Linked DNA regions of Anser cygnoides: region 2 is linked to region 1. Evidence: chromatin contacts called from public Hi-C data. All regions are on one chromosome and are shown on one strand. Each heading gives the region's core, a stretch centred on a gene start, on an enhancer-like site or on the middle of the called end of the contact. The rest is flanking DNA. Distances are from core to core; before and after follow the strand shown.

Region 1 (6,283 bases), core at 754-3,253:
AAGGTATAATTGGAAGCAGTACAGAGACAAAACAGAAATACACCAGGAGCTAACACACTGAAGAGGGAAGGCCCTCCTCACTGAGGTGTACAGAAGTACTCAAAACAAATACTTTGATCTGCCCACAGTTTGCCTTATACTACTTCTCCTCACTAACTCTGCACCCATCACCACTCTACAACATGCTATAGTCCATCCTAATGAACTAATCTATAACTTTTTCCCTGGTCATTTTATATTTTAGGAAAAAAATCTTTCTGCAACTTCAGGATCAGTTGTGATAAAGGTCATGGAAAAACACTAGCTAAATGATTCCCTCATACCAACGTCAATTTCATCCTAAACTGAGCCAGAGTCTGGATTCTGAATGATATCTACAGCAAGTCAAGCACACTAGGTTTAAGGTACACCCCAATCCAAATAAGGTTTTTCTCTCGGGGATCTTGGACAGGTTTAGGATAACCTAGACTAAGATTTCAGTGAGATTCCAGTACAGCAAAGGCATCCTCGAAAGCACAGCACGTCTTTCATTTTCCCGACATCCCTCCACAATTTCAAGCCTCCATCCACCATTCCACTCCATACCACGACACTGTATTTAATGGGGGTACTGAGACGGTAACAACAAGGACACTGCCAACAGAAAGCTCTGCTATCTGAAGCAGACAGAAAGCAGCCACCAACCGAAGGACGAAGACTTAAACCACAAACTTTTAGAACCAAGAACCATACCCTCTTCTAAGCTTGCACAGTATCAATTACGCCAACAGTCATGAGTCATTTTCCCCGTCTTCTGTATTTTAGCATTTTAGTAGACTTTTTAGCGAATTTAAAAATAAAGTTTTTTAAAAATCCGAAACACAATGAACATGAGGTCTAGTCAATATAAACATCTCTGAAATAAAGTCCCAAAGGACTCATTTCCACTGCTGGAGCCCCGCGTATCTAAGCAGCCTATTTTCCACGGTTCACCGTTGCTGGCCACCATCTTTTAATGGACACCACGTCCATTAAAGGACACTAACCAAGTTTATACTACTCTGCGATTTTATACATACTATTGATTAATAATTAGATTTGAAGAGGCGTTCTGCCAGATAAGAGGGAGAGGACGATTAACCCGCTCCGCATGCTTAGAAAGAGGTCTTTGGGCTGAAGTGGAAGAGGGCTGCAAGCATCCCTGGGTGCGAGGCGCTCATCCCTGGGCGGCCTGAACTTTCCTTCAGCTGCCCCGACTGACCCCTCAGACCTGCACTCAGCGCCCTGACAACTCACAACGAGGGCATTCAGTACGGGGGAGAAAACATGGGAAATAAATAAATAAAGTCCAGCCCAAACAGAAGACGCTCAAGACGCTCGGCTTCACCTTCCCCTCCTCACACACGAGGGAGGGAGCCCCTCCGGGTGGGCCAAGAGCCGCAGCGAGCACCTCGGTGCCGGGCTGGCAGCGAACCGGGGGCTCCCTCCTCGCCCCGATCGCGGGCCCCCGGGGCTCGGAGCTTTCCTCGAGGAGGCTCCGGGCTCGGCGGAGACGGGACCGCCGCTGGCTCTCCCCGGGGAGCCCGGCACTGCCCCTGCCCTGCTCCCGGCCCCGCTCCCGGTCCCGGTCCCGCCCCGGGGCGCCCGGCGGCACCTGCTCCCGCCCGGCCGCCAGCCCGGTACCTGCAGAATCTTGTCCAGCCCCTCCTGGCCCAGGCAGGGGAACTGCTTGAGCAGCTCCGTCTTCTGTCGCTTGTAGTCGTCGGTGGCCGAGCGCCAGTGCGGCTCCTCCAGCACCTCGAAGATCGCCGCCCCGATGGACAGGTAGAAGATGATGGCCGAGGTCAGCAAGGGGCCCCTGTCCACCATGGTGCCGCCGGCGGGGAGGCGAGGAGAGGAGAGAGGAGAGGAAGAAGAGGGCCGGGGAGGGCGGGCGGGCGGAGCGCGGCGGGCGGGCCGGGGAGGCTGCCCCGCGTTGCGGCCGTGGGTGCCCGCGGCCGCCCCTGACACCTCTGCCTTGCCCCGCCGTGCGCCGCGCCGCCTCTCCCGGCCGCTGCCGCTTTCCCTTAGAGCCTTCCACACTCCCCTCCCACTCTCCTCCTCCCTCACTTCTCCTCCTCCGCTCCGCTCCTCTCCTCTCCCCCCGGCTTGCCTCCTTCCCCCGTGGTTTTTTTTTTTTCGTTTTTTTTTTTTCTTTCTTTTTTCCCTCCCCTCCCTCCTCAGCAGCGATTTGAATTTGGTGCCCTCCCGCTTCCTCCCCCTCCGCCCAGCCCCAGCGTGCGCATGCGGGGCTGCGGGCGGGGGAGAGGCCGGCGGGGCGCCCCGAGGTGCGGCCCCCGGATGGCCCCGGCTCTGATCTCGGTCCTAGCCCCTATCCCCCATCCCAGTCCCGGTCCCGGTCCCGGTCCCGGTCCCGATCCCGGCCCTCACCCGCCCGTGAGGGGCCGCGCCGGGGAGAGGAGGGTGCGCGACCTCCCCGCCGCCGTTGGGAGCGAGTGTGGGGGCCGCTGAGGTGAGCCCGGCCTCGCTTCCCTCAGTGACTTTTTGTTACCGTCGCTGTTACTTGACTCATCCTGCCAGGTTCCCCGGAGGTTTTCGTTTTCGACGCTGGAAGGTTGTGAAATAAGGCGTTCGGCAAAGCGCTGGAGGAGAGGTGGCAGCAGCTCTGAGGAGGACAGAAGGGGGGCGGCGGGCAGGCTTTGCCCTTGCCCCGGGATGTTGTCCGTGGGTGTTATGGACCCTTCACCACAAGAACAGCATCTCCCTTCCGTCATGCATTTTGTAAACTCAATAAATCACACGTTTCTGTATGCACCCATGCGTGTGGGCCTGTGAGTTTCCATGAGATGTTCAAGCTCTCTGGGGTGAAGTTCACCAGCTTGCCGTGATCATGGAGCCCTTCCCAGGAGCCTTTCATGGCCACGCTCCTCCACAGTCGTACATCAGGGCTGCTGGAAGTGGAGTTGAATGGTCAGAGAAAGATCAACTCAGTGACGAGATAGAGCTGTGTGTTACATGACGTGGCAAAGGGCTCCTGGTGTGCATGCAGTTTGTGTTAGGAATGCTGTTATTGTGGCATAACTTAATTCCCCGACTCCCCTAGCCCTCTTCCCCCTGGACACCCAAGAAAATGGTCAAAAATGCAGAGGTGTCCAAAGGATTTTTAGGTGCTTAGGTATGTCAGCTGGAGTCCACACACCAAAGGGCTGAGGTTAGCCTGCTGAAATTCTCATGTGGCCCTAATTGAAATGGGAGGAGGGAAAATGGAGAAAACTGGAAAGAGGAAGGAAACAAGGAGAAAATACACAACAAAGTATGAGAAAGGAAAAAGGAGAACATGTGGAAGGCAAAGGAACTGCCTCGGTTAGGAGGTAGCCAGAGACACCTATCTGTAAAACTTTGACTCATGCCAAATGGATGCTCTTGTGAGACTGCCCACAGAAATTTACATGGCCCTTAAGCAGTCCTTCCTACTAGCTTGTACAGTGCTTGATGAAAATACATCTGCCAGAGGTTCCTGGCAGCTTAAAAAGCAGGACTGGAGAAACCACAAAATCCACAAGCATGTTACGTGATCAGCATCGCTCTTTTTTTGCATGGGATTCCCCAGTTATGTAAAGGCAACATTAAGAAGACAAAAGGATTGCCAAACTGTAGTAGTAAAAAAAAAAAAAAAAAAAGTAATTATGTGCTAGAAGAGATCAAGTAGAAGGTGGCATAATACACATTTTAAAAATAATGAATGGTATAGGGAAATTACAATAATTTATTTTAAAGCAAAAGTGGGGGGTGTTTCATGAAGTTGTAAGGCAGAACTCTTAATTAAATGGAAAAGAAGGATTTCATGATGCATGATTTTTGCAGGAAAATTATTCCCAGGTGCTATCATTTGGCCCAAGAGCTTTGCAAAACTTGAAAAGCCATTGGCCATATAAATGAATAATGTGAGCATCCATCATTGCCTTACTTAAGGATTTAAGATTAAAGTTAAAAAGGGTAAGGTATGTAAAAACTCAAAGCAAGTGACTGAAAGCATTAAGCAAGATGTTTCCCATAGGGTGAACTATGATATAATTCTACTTCTGGTGTTCTCGCACCTTCTTCTGAATCACCTGCAAGTGGTTAGGATATTCCAACAGCAGGAACAGTAGTCTGACACGTTATAGCAGTGTTTCACTTGTGTGTTCCTGACCCTGAACATCTGTGCTTCATAACTGGAAGGTATTTGATTAAATTTTGAAAATGTACTCTTCTCCATCTGTCTCCGAGTCTCTAAAGGCCCATTTATACCATTGAAACTCTATCTTAAAGGGATGAGGAATGACACAAATGACCCTGAACCTACTGCAATTATATAAGCATGGATGAGAGCGCTTTCAGGCATTTTATAGGAAGTTTGTTTGCAATTTTGATTCAACATTTCTGCTTTCCACTCTAAACTCTCAATCACTGATTGCTTAATTAGTGCTCTCAGTTACTGAGTCAGTCAGTGTTTAAAAACAAACAAACCTGTAGATCACACACCATTTTTCCCTGTGTTGAAATGCTATTGCACTTGTTAGACTGTCTCCTTGTGTTTCTCCAAGTTCCAAAGAGATGATCCTGGTAAGGATAACACTGTTTAGAAGAATAGTTTATTCCCCAATGAACAGTAGCCAACTACTCCTGCAGTTAGTAGTCATTCTCTCAGTATCAACAAACTTCTTGCAATGAGGTGTTTTACTTCTTTTCTGCAGAGCAAATTACAAGGCATTTTTTCATGCTGCTGTCCAAGCAAGTGCGGCAAGAAAGAATGTTTCTGTAGCTGGCCTCTCTTTGCACCTCCTGATTTAAAATGCCTCTCCTGACCTCATAAAAGATCCCATATCCTTTTATTCATGGCCCTTTTATACTCTCTGTTTCCCTTGGATTAAACAGTACCCCTATTGTTAACCCACAGCACCTGCCACATAGGCCCCACAGCTTTTCATGCTAGCTAAATTAATGAAAAGTCTAGGGTTATTCACTCAAAGGCTTTTAAATCTCATTAAAAACCGGGGGAGAAACAGCAGATAGCACTCTGGTGAGCAATACTACAAGTATCAATCATTTGTAGTATTTGCATAGGTCATTATTCAGGCTGTCCAGTCCAAAAGGAAATCTCTTTCATCCAAGCTGTATGTCTAAGACACATTTGCTGTACAGATGTTTCCTAGAACAGCCCGAAATGAATGAATAAATGTCAAAAAATGTTTTAGATGGAGCAAATAGAAGACATTATTTGGGCAAAGGGAACCTGTCATGTAGTGTCAAAAACTGTGTATTGAACTGAGTACAAACAAGGAAAAACGATTAGGTCTCTTCAAGCCTGTGCTATTTTTCACTTGGAAGTCTATTTTTGGCTCGTCGATGCCCCTGTTCTAAATGATACCTGTCAACTCTGCATCTTTCTGTTTTCTTTATCCATCACAATTTGGGCACCTCCAACATCGCTTTCAAGTGTTACACATCTAGCCATAGTTTTAAGTAAGCTGAGGGGTGTACTATTGTGACTAGCAGTTCTGTTTCTTTAGTACAGTTGGGTGTGTACAGAAAGGGTAAGGCTGGTGTGCAGATGATACAGAATTTTACGAGACATTTGTAGAAAGTTCAAAATTTTTTCCATGCGTTCATTCACACCTATTGGACTAAATATTTATACATAGCACATTTTGTGCCCATGTGTACCATGAACATACAGTAACGTATTCTAAGTACAAAAAAGAATAAAAACCTTACCAAAACAATGCACATACCACTGCAACAGACTTCTTCACCCATGGGCAGATAATGAGTGAACAAACACCACATGACAGATGTTAGTCATACTGCTTAATGAATAACTGGTGATGAGTACAATACCTGTGTGGAATGGCTGTAATGTGTTCAAGGAAAAATACACATTTGGACAGTCTCTTTTGCACTGGGATACCCACAGTGTTCGAGAGAAATGTCTTCATCAGGAAGTCCAGATATTTCAACATTTTTTCGGTGTGTACTTCCTTGACTGCCTTGCTCCTCAGCCATCCACAGCTGTCTTGGGATCTTCACAACTGGATGATGAAACCTCATTTCCTTCAAAATATTTTACAAAGAAAGACTCTGGCCTTGTATTTCGACTTTCCTGTGGCCTGAATCTTGCAGCTGAATGCTGGTAGTACCAAATGCTTCTGATAGTCCTTGACTCGGACATTCATGCCAGTGATGTGGAAAGTTCAGAGTACAGCTTTATAAAAAAAAAGAGCTTGGATAGTTTCAGTTCTGGACAGGGTTTCACCATCACGAT
Region 2 (6,376 bases), core at 388-2,887, 94 kb before region 1:
GTCACATTCCTAACCATATCAGGGATGTTTATTACTGTATGGATGTGCATATTCTCTTGTATTCACTATCCTGAAAGCTCTAGCTAGGTATTTCTCACAGGAGCAGGACGCATGAAGTCAGTGAGCATTTTCCTGAGTTCTGAGCATTCAGTTAGCTGAAAACCTGAGCTTGGTTGCCTTGAAAATATTTGGAAGCTAAAGGGAACAATATGTATTTGGGTAGATACTTGTATATACACAGAGTAATTTTACTATAGAACAGAGTTGAACTGAGAGCTCCAGTCCCTTGTTCTGTATTCCAGAAACAGCTTACTGTGGGACACTTGAAACACTGGAAGTGTAGAAGATTGCTATTCTAACACGAAGGACTGTAAGATCTTGAATTGAAAGATCCTATAAAAAGACAACAGGTGATTGATTAGTACTATGTTATCCTACTGCTACTGGGTTTAATGCAAGGAACAGATATAGTAGAAACCAAGATCTTGAATGTAGCTTTAGACAAGTAAATGTTTGGAGCTGCCATTCAGTCCAAACTTTCCTTCCTCTACTCACAAAAAATGTGGTATCTACAGTATTTTAAGACTGCTGGTGTTCTGTTCTAGAAAATTTTCCCATTGAACAAGGTCAGCTACTTCGTCTCTTAAAGCAACCTTAGCTGCTGCTGCAAAGGTTAGTCTTTAAATGAGAGAGCTGTTATCAGCTTTGAGCACATAAAAATAGTAATAACTTCTACTGCCTAGTCATAAACAAAAAAGTACAGGATGAAACGGTTGCTCACCATGCAAACATATATATTGGCATCCTAAACTGTGCCTAAAAAATTAACCTGCTGGATAGAACAAGATGTCCACAGGAGACAGGAGGATATTCACTGAAGAGGGACAAGCAAGTCTTGAAATTCATCTTCAGGGGAAATTGTTTGATTTTCTTATTTTTAATTACCGCTGCATCAAGTAGATAAATTTTCCATTCTAAGCAACATAACATCCATTGTTTTGCTTTTTACTCTAAAACAAAACAAAACAAAACAGTAAGTGTCTTGCCTGAATTGCTTAGGAAATTAAATACGTCATAGATACAATACCACCTGCAATTTTTTTCAATACTGGATGCCGTTTTATTTAGCAGAACAGCGGTTAGGGCAAATAATTAAGGCCAAGAGGATATGAGAGCCTTAACAGTTGGTTAAGAAAATGTTGTAAGATCAACAAGATAGACCTCAGGCTGCTGGATTAATTGGGTCCCATTGGAGAGTTTCTTACTCCATATCCAGTAATCACATACCATCTGAAGGCAAACCTTTATTTTTGTGCTCTGGGCCATGGAAAAATAAAAAGTTTGCAATATTTTTTGTATTACTTTACCTGCAGATGTGCTTTGCTGAGGTCACATACATGAATCTCAGTAATTTTTCATCAACATTCTGCCCAGGAGTCTGTACTCCTTTATACAACACCGACAGCTCCCAAACTGGTTACTTACTGGGCACATACACAGGCTAACCTTCTCAGATAAAAGATTTCCTGTTTTGTTCACTTTCTTGCTCTACTTTTACAAATGGTCTGTTTTAAATTGCCAGCATTGAAACGTGGAACATAGCTGAAACAAACAGAGATATAAAAAACAGGCTAATGATAAAGAAGGCCTCCTCCTACAGTCACTGCAATGTCTGTAGGTGCAGCCTACGTGGGAACTGCCCAGTGCCCTGACAAGAGAAATACATTGTTTTCGAGAAGAGTTTATACTTGCTGGAGCATGCATTACACAGGCATTTCTTCCTATCCAGATTTTAGTAAATGTTTCCAACAAACCACACTACTGCAAAAGAATACAGATTAATTTTAAACAATGCACAGTATCTTGTTATATCATGCACATTTTTAAAAAAAAAAAGTTAAAAAACATATTAATAGTTTTTTCAAGGCCACGATGATACTCTCTCACATGATCCACATTTTCAATTATTGCATTTCATACAGAGTTTAGTAATTTCTGTAAAATTCATTTTAAAGTCTCATTAAAGCACACTCAGACTTTGCTAATAAGAAGTATTTTGTCTGTTAGTAGAAGTGTAGTGTTTTTTGCACCTGCAGTAATGACAAACGATATGGGAGTGTACCGAAGCCTGGATGAAATTGTTCTTATCTCCTGCTACCATGGTTTATATTTAGAAACACACACACACAAAAATCATGATCAGGGCCATTGTTATAATTCTGAACTGTGCTCTGCATGTTTGAACATGTGTTCAAAGCCCAAGTTTACCTAAAAGAAGCAGTCAACCAAAGATCAAACATTCCCTTACAGGGAACGTGAAGCACCGAGAACTTTGGACTCGGTGAGTTTGTTTCTGCTGCGTTGCTTGGTGTGCCACCTCCCCAGCGCGAGTGAAGGAGAGAATGGTGAGAGGGTTTTTCAGGTGACTCCTGGTGGTCTGAGCAAGTGGAAGGGGCAGAGAGGAGGTACAAGGAGGTGGGTCTAGATGTCTCTTGTCCCTGAGTCATCTCTGAGTCCTGCTTGTGTCTAAGTGCGAAGGGTGGATGAGGAGGAACAAGTATTTCCCATTGGTAATCACAGTCTGTCCTAAGCCAAAGGTCCCCATTAAATCCTTCCATTTCAAATTCTTAGTTGTGACCTCAAAACCCACCCTAGAACCTTTTACCACCACCTTCTCGCTCTCCCCCACATACAGAGTCCTCTGTCCTGCTCCCAGATTCTCTTCCAGCTAACCCCACCCCATACACACACTTGCCCTTATCTGCAGCTCCCCTTCCACTTATGTCCCTGCCTCTCAGAACACAAAACACACTGCACCTTTTTCATTCTTCCTGCTCAGCTTCGGTGATGTCCCCATCTCTGCCATGCTCTTCCCCAGTAGCTGGGTGGTCAGCCAAAGCCTCTCCCTTTCTTGGCTGACCTTGCAGGAGAAAAGGAAGGGATCAGATCTCCTCCTTTAGCCATGATTTCAAAATCTGAGCCTGCACTTATCAGACGTCAATGAAGATAAAACAGTATTCAAAAGAAAACACTAGGGTGAGGAAGAGGATGTAGGGGTAGTCATATTTATCAAGAAAGGTATTTGCAGTACAGGTCTCTGCCCTAATATATTACAGGAGTGGAGGGTGGATAAGGGAATTCACCTAGAGGAAGAAGAAGGGCAGAAAACTTCAGAGGTCAGAGGTCTCCTAAGACAGTCCCTGGAACAACTGAAGGGCACCAGAGCAGAACTTACCTTTCTCCTCAGAACTGCATTACACCTGTGATCTCCTTCACATCTAGAGAAGCACAGCCCAAGCTGTCCCACAAGTGGCACATTTGAGCTCCATCTCTAGATAGAAAGAAATGGGGCCCTAGACCCCCAAGTTCTTGGGAACAGAATGAAGCAAGCCATCAGAGACCTAATTGAACCAACAGGGAAAAATTCCTGGTTTGGATTTTGAGAATATTGCAAAACAGGCAATAAAATTTTCCCCAGAGCTATGTATGAACAACTGTACTGCAGCAGCACAGTGTTATTTGCAGGACATTAGGATATTATGATAGATAGTAACAGGAAAATTCTTTCACATATATTGTTGCAAAATGGCACTGAGCACAAATATATCCTTGAACATTTTTCCACCACTGACAGTGACTAATCCTGTGCAGTTTTAGCCAAAATTTCTCAGAATACCAGGCAGTGCAGAAGAGCAAAGCAGAGGGACCATTGCACAAATTACTGGGTGGCTGTTACCAAGGACAGTCTCTTTGCTGCTTGAACAGAATTTCTTGACAATGTAAAAGTCTTCCCTTAGAGAATACAGAAGCTATTCAGGATGGCTGAAGAAGTGTTGGTTTTGCTGACAACAGCCATCCAACTTGTGGAGGAAGAACAAAACAACTCCCTTATCAAAATATTGTAAAGAGCACTACTTTAACACATACGTCAACTTAGATGTTGCAAACATTGCATCTTTGGGCACTGGAGTGCTGCTGAATTTTGTTTTTTGTGTAAACTGATCATTTTTCTCCATTATTCCTGAATATCTGAATCTTCCTCCTGGTTCCCTGCTTCCCTGTTCTGCTGAAGAAAGCAAACGCAGGATGCAAAGCAAAATGTCAATATCTGAATACGGTAGCCCTTTGGAAAATTTCAAGTGCCTATTCAAATCCAGGGATTGCTAACCCTTCTCACAAAGCTTTATCAGAGTTTGCAATGAAAACAGCAGCAATAAAGATAAACATTATCAGCACTGTAATTCATCTTTCTTAAACATATTGTTTGCAGTGCGCATAATGCGTGCATACAAACTACTGTGTATGTAGCGTGTACCATGCATGCTACCATTTTGGAAGGTATCAGAGAGCTGGGACTGGCAGGTTTGTGCAGTTACATAACTCCTTCAGATAAAGAAAATGCAAAATGTTTAACAGGGCCCTTTGTAAGCACAACATTTCTAAGTAGAAACAATCTCGCATAATGTACGTGTTTCTTGCGTTGCAAACCTGCTACACACCATGCCCAAATGGAGCTGTGAACCGGGTAGAGCTACTGTGAGCAAAAGTATCAGAAACCAAAATCTCTCAAAAACTTACATATTTACAATATTTGCAGCTAGGACATGCTCAGTCACTTCAGATTCTTTCTCATAGATGTCACATGCACAGACACTACTCTCATTATTACACATGTGATTTACAAATTCCTCTGCTGGTATTACTGAAATATCGGTTTTAAAACAACAAAAAAAATTTCCTTTCCATGCCAAAGGAAACAGGAATTTTAACATCTTAAGCCTTCCCTAGAGTGGGCAGGATTCCCTTGGTCTGTGTGTCACTCCAGAGTGCATGTTGTGCCTGTGTGAGGGAGGGACGAGTACTCTGTTTTTTTCCACTATTTCCCAGACAGGAGCTATTTGTCCACAGACTCCAATGACAGGTCTCCTTGCTTCATGGCTGTGCTCACCATTCCCTTTCAAATCTGCTAGGTGGGGTGGTGTTGTACAGAAACCTAAGCAATTTCTTCTGCACGGACTTTTGTGGCAAAGAGCAGCCTTGAAAGGAGGAGGCCCGACAGGGGGAGGCTACAGTTTTCCCACAGTTTTCATTCTCCTTTAAGAATCCTTCTTCTTCCTTTGAGGAAAATGTTCCTCCTCATCTGCTCACCTATCCATGTATTCTCTGGTTTCCTTGTGTCACCGAAATCTGTGTGTGGGCTGCTTCTCATGAAGGCGTGAGTCTGACTCAGAATATGCTGGGGGGGCCTTCTACTCTTGGCACTTGGCTCCTCTTGCCCCAGGTTTGTCTCCCATCACACGATGCCATGCTTGGCTGCCAAGTATTTCGCTTAGGTAACACTTGGCATTTCCAGCCCCAGGGCCTCAGCACTGATGCAATTTCCAAAATTATTTTTGAAAAAGCCACAAATATTTTGAATTCCTAGCAACTGAGAAACCCCAAAAGCAACATTCTTCTGCCAGGAAGCAAAGAAGAAAGGCTACAATGGGGAGAAGAATGATAGATTGAGAACTCTCCTTCTGCTCCTTCCTTCTCTTTAAACTTGCTGGTCATGTAAGGCCAGGGGAGAGGGGAGAAAGAGATGGATGAAAAACTTAGGTGGGAGGAAATCTATTCTGGAGTCATCTCTCCAGGATTAGAGATGGAAAAGATCATAGAAAGCAATGGCTGCGTCTTTCCCTCCTCTAGCTTTCCATCTCCATAAAACCCATATATCAACACAGGTGAGAAACAGATGTTATTTATTTCCCCTTTTCTTCTTTCATTAAAAATAAACAAGCAGCGTCATAGTTAATGGTAAGTGCTGCTAAGTTCATGGAGCGAACAGTTTTCTTTTCCTATCTTGCCCATAGCTTAATTATGAACTTAAGCTGCCTTCAGGCTACAAAGGGCAAGAAAGCAGGGAATACATACAGCCAGAAATGCAGTCAGTGTTTGATGTCCCTGAGCTAAACATTAAAAAATAAAAATAAAGAGAAGTGGATAATAAAAGCGATATGTAAACTGCAGAGCTTGGATTTAAGGGGAGGACAGGGGAGGGAAGCAATAAAACAGGTCTGAAGACAGGTGAGAAACATGCAACGCAGAGGACTTTCATATTCAGCAGTCATGCTAGAAAGTTGTTTCTGTGAAGGCTGTTGGTGAATAATCTTCAAAGTAGTCACAGATGGGAAAAAAAAAAAAAAAAGAATGAGCTGTGGTTACTATTCCAGCTATGCCAGCGCTGAGCAAGCAAGGCAGGACAAAAATCAAGTCCCCCAAGGAAAGAAAAAGGAGGATGACAGAGAAACCAGAAACCCTGTGGAAGCACAGAAGAGCCAGGTGAAGTGTTGTATCCCTGCTGTCCTCCAAAACACAAGGGTAGCCACGGAGCATG

What was found. Hi-C and Micro-C count contacts between places; a contact is called where the count stands out from the background.
Region 2: a Hi-C map of fetal liver shows a contact between it and region 1, with 1.6 times the contacts expected there. The contact joins the enhancer-like site here to the promoter of KCNK5 in region 1. A contact is called at or near these places in 2 of 7 Hi-C or Micro-C datasets (fetal liver and liver).

What each region holds. Positions count from the first base shown.
Region 1 is chr3:32,654,055-32,660,337 of Taihu_goose_T2T_genome, reverse strand. It overlaps KCNK5 (potassium two pore domain channel subfamily K member 5), which reads right to left and starts at 2,003. Exons shown (of 5, transcript XM_048080093.2): 1 at 1,663-2,003. The coding sequence starts at 1,848. LOC125184888 (a long non-coding RNA gene) reads left to right here and starts at 2,166. Exons shown (of 2, transcript XR_007169489.2): 1 at 2,166-2,491; 2 at 2,560-2,794.
Region 2 is chr3:32,747,187-32,753,562 of Taihu_goose_T2T_genome, reverse strand. No RefSeq gene overlaps it. Among named protein-coding and RNA genes, the nearest start is that of SAYSD1, 16 kb to the left of the region's middle. Within about 2 kb of position 1,637, at least 2 of the 3 cell types and tissues checked have open chromatin away from gene starts, as enhancers often do. A contact at or near this core is called in fetal liver, where this site is marked.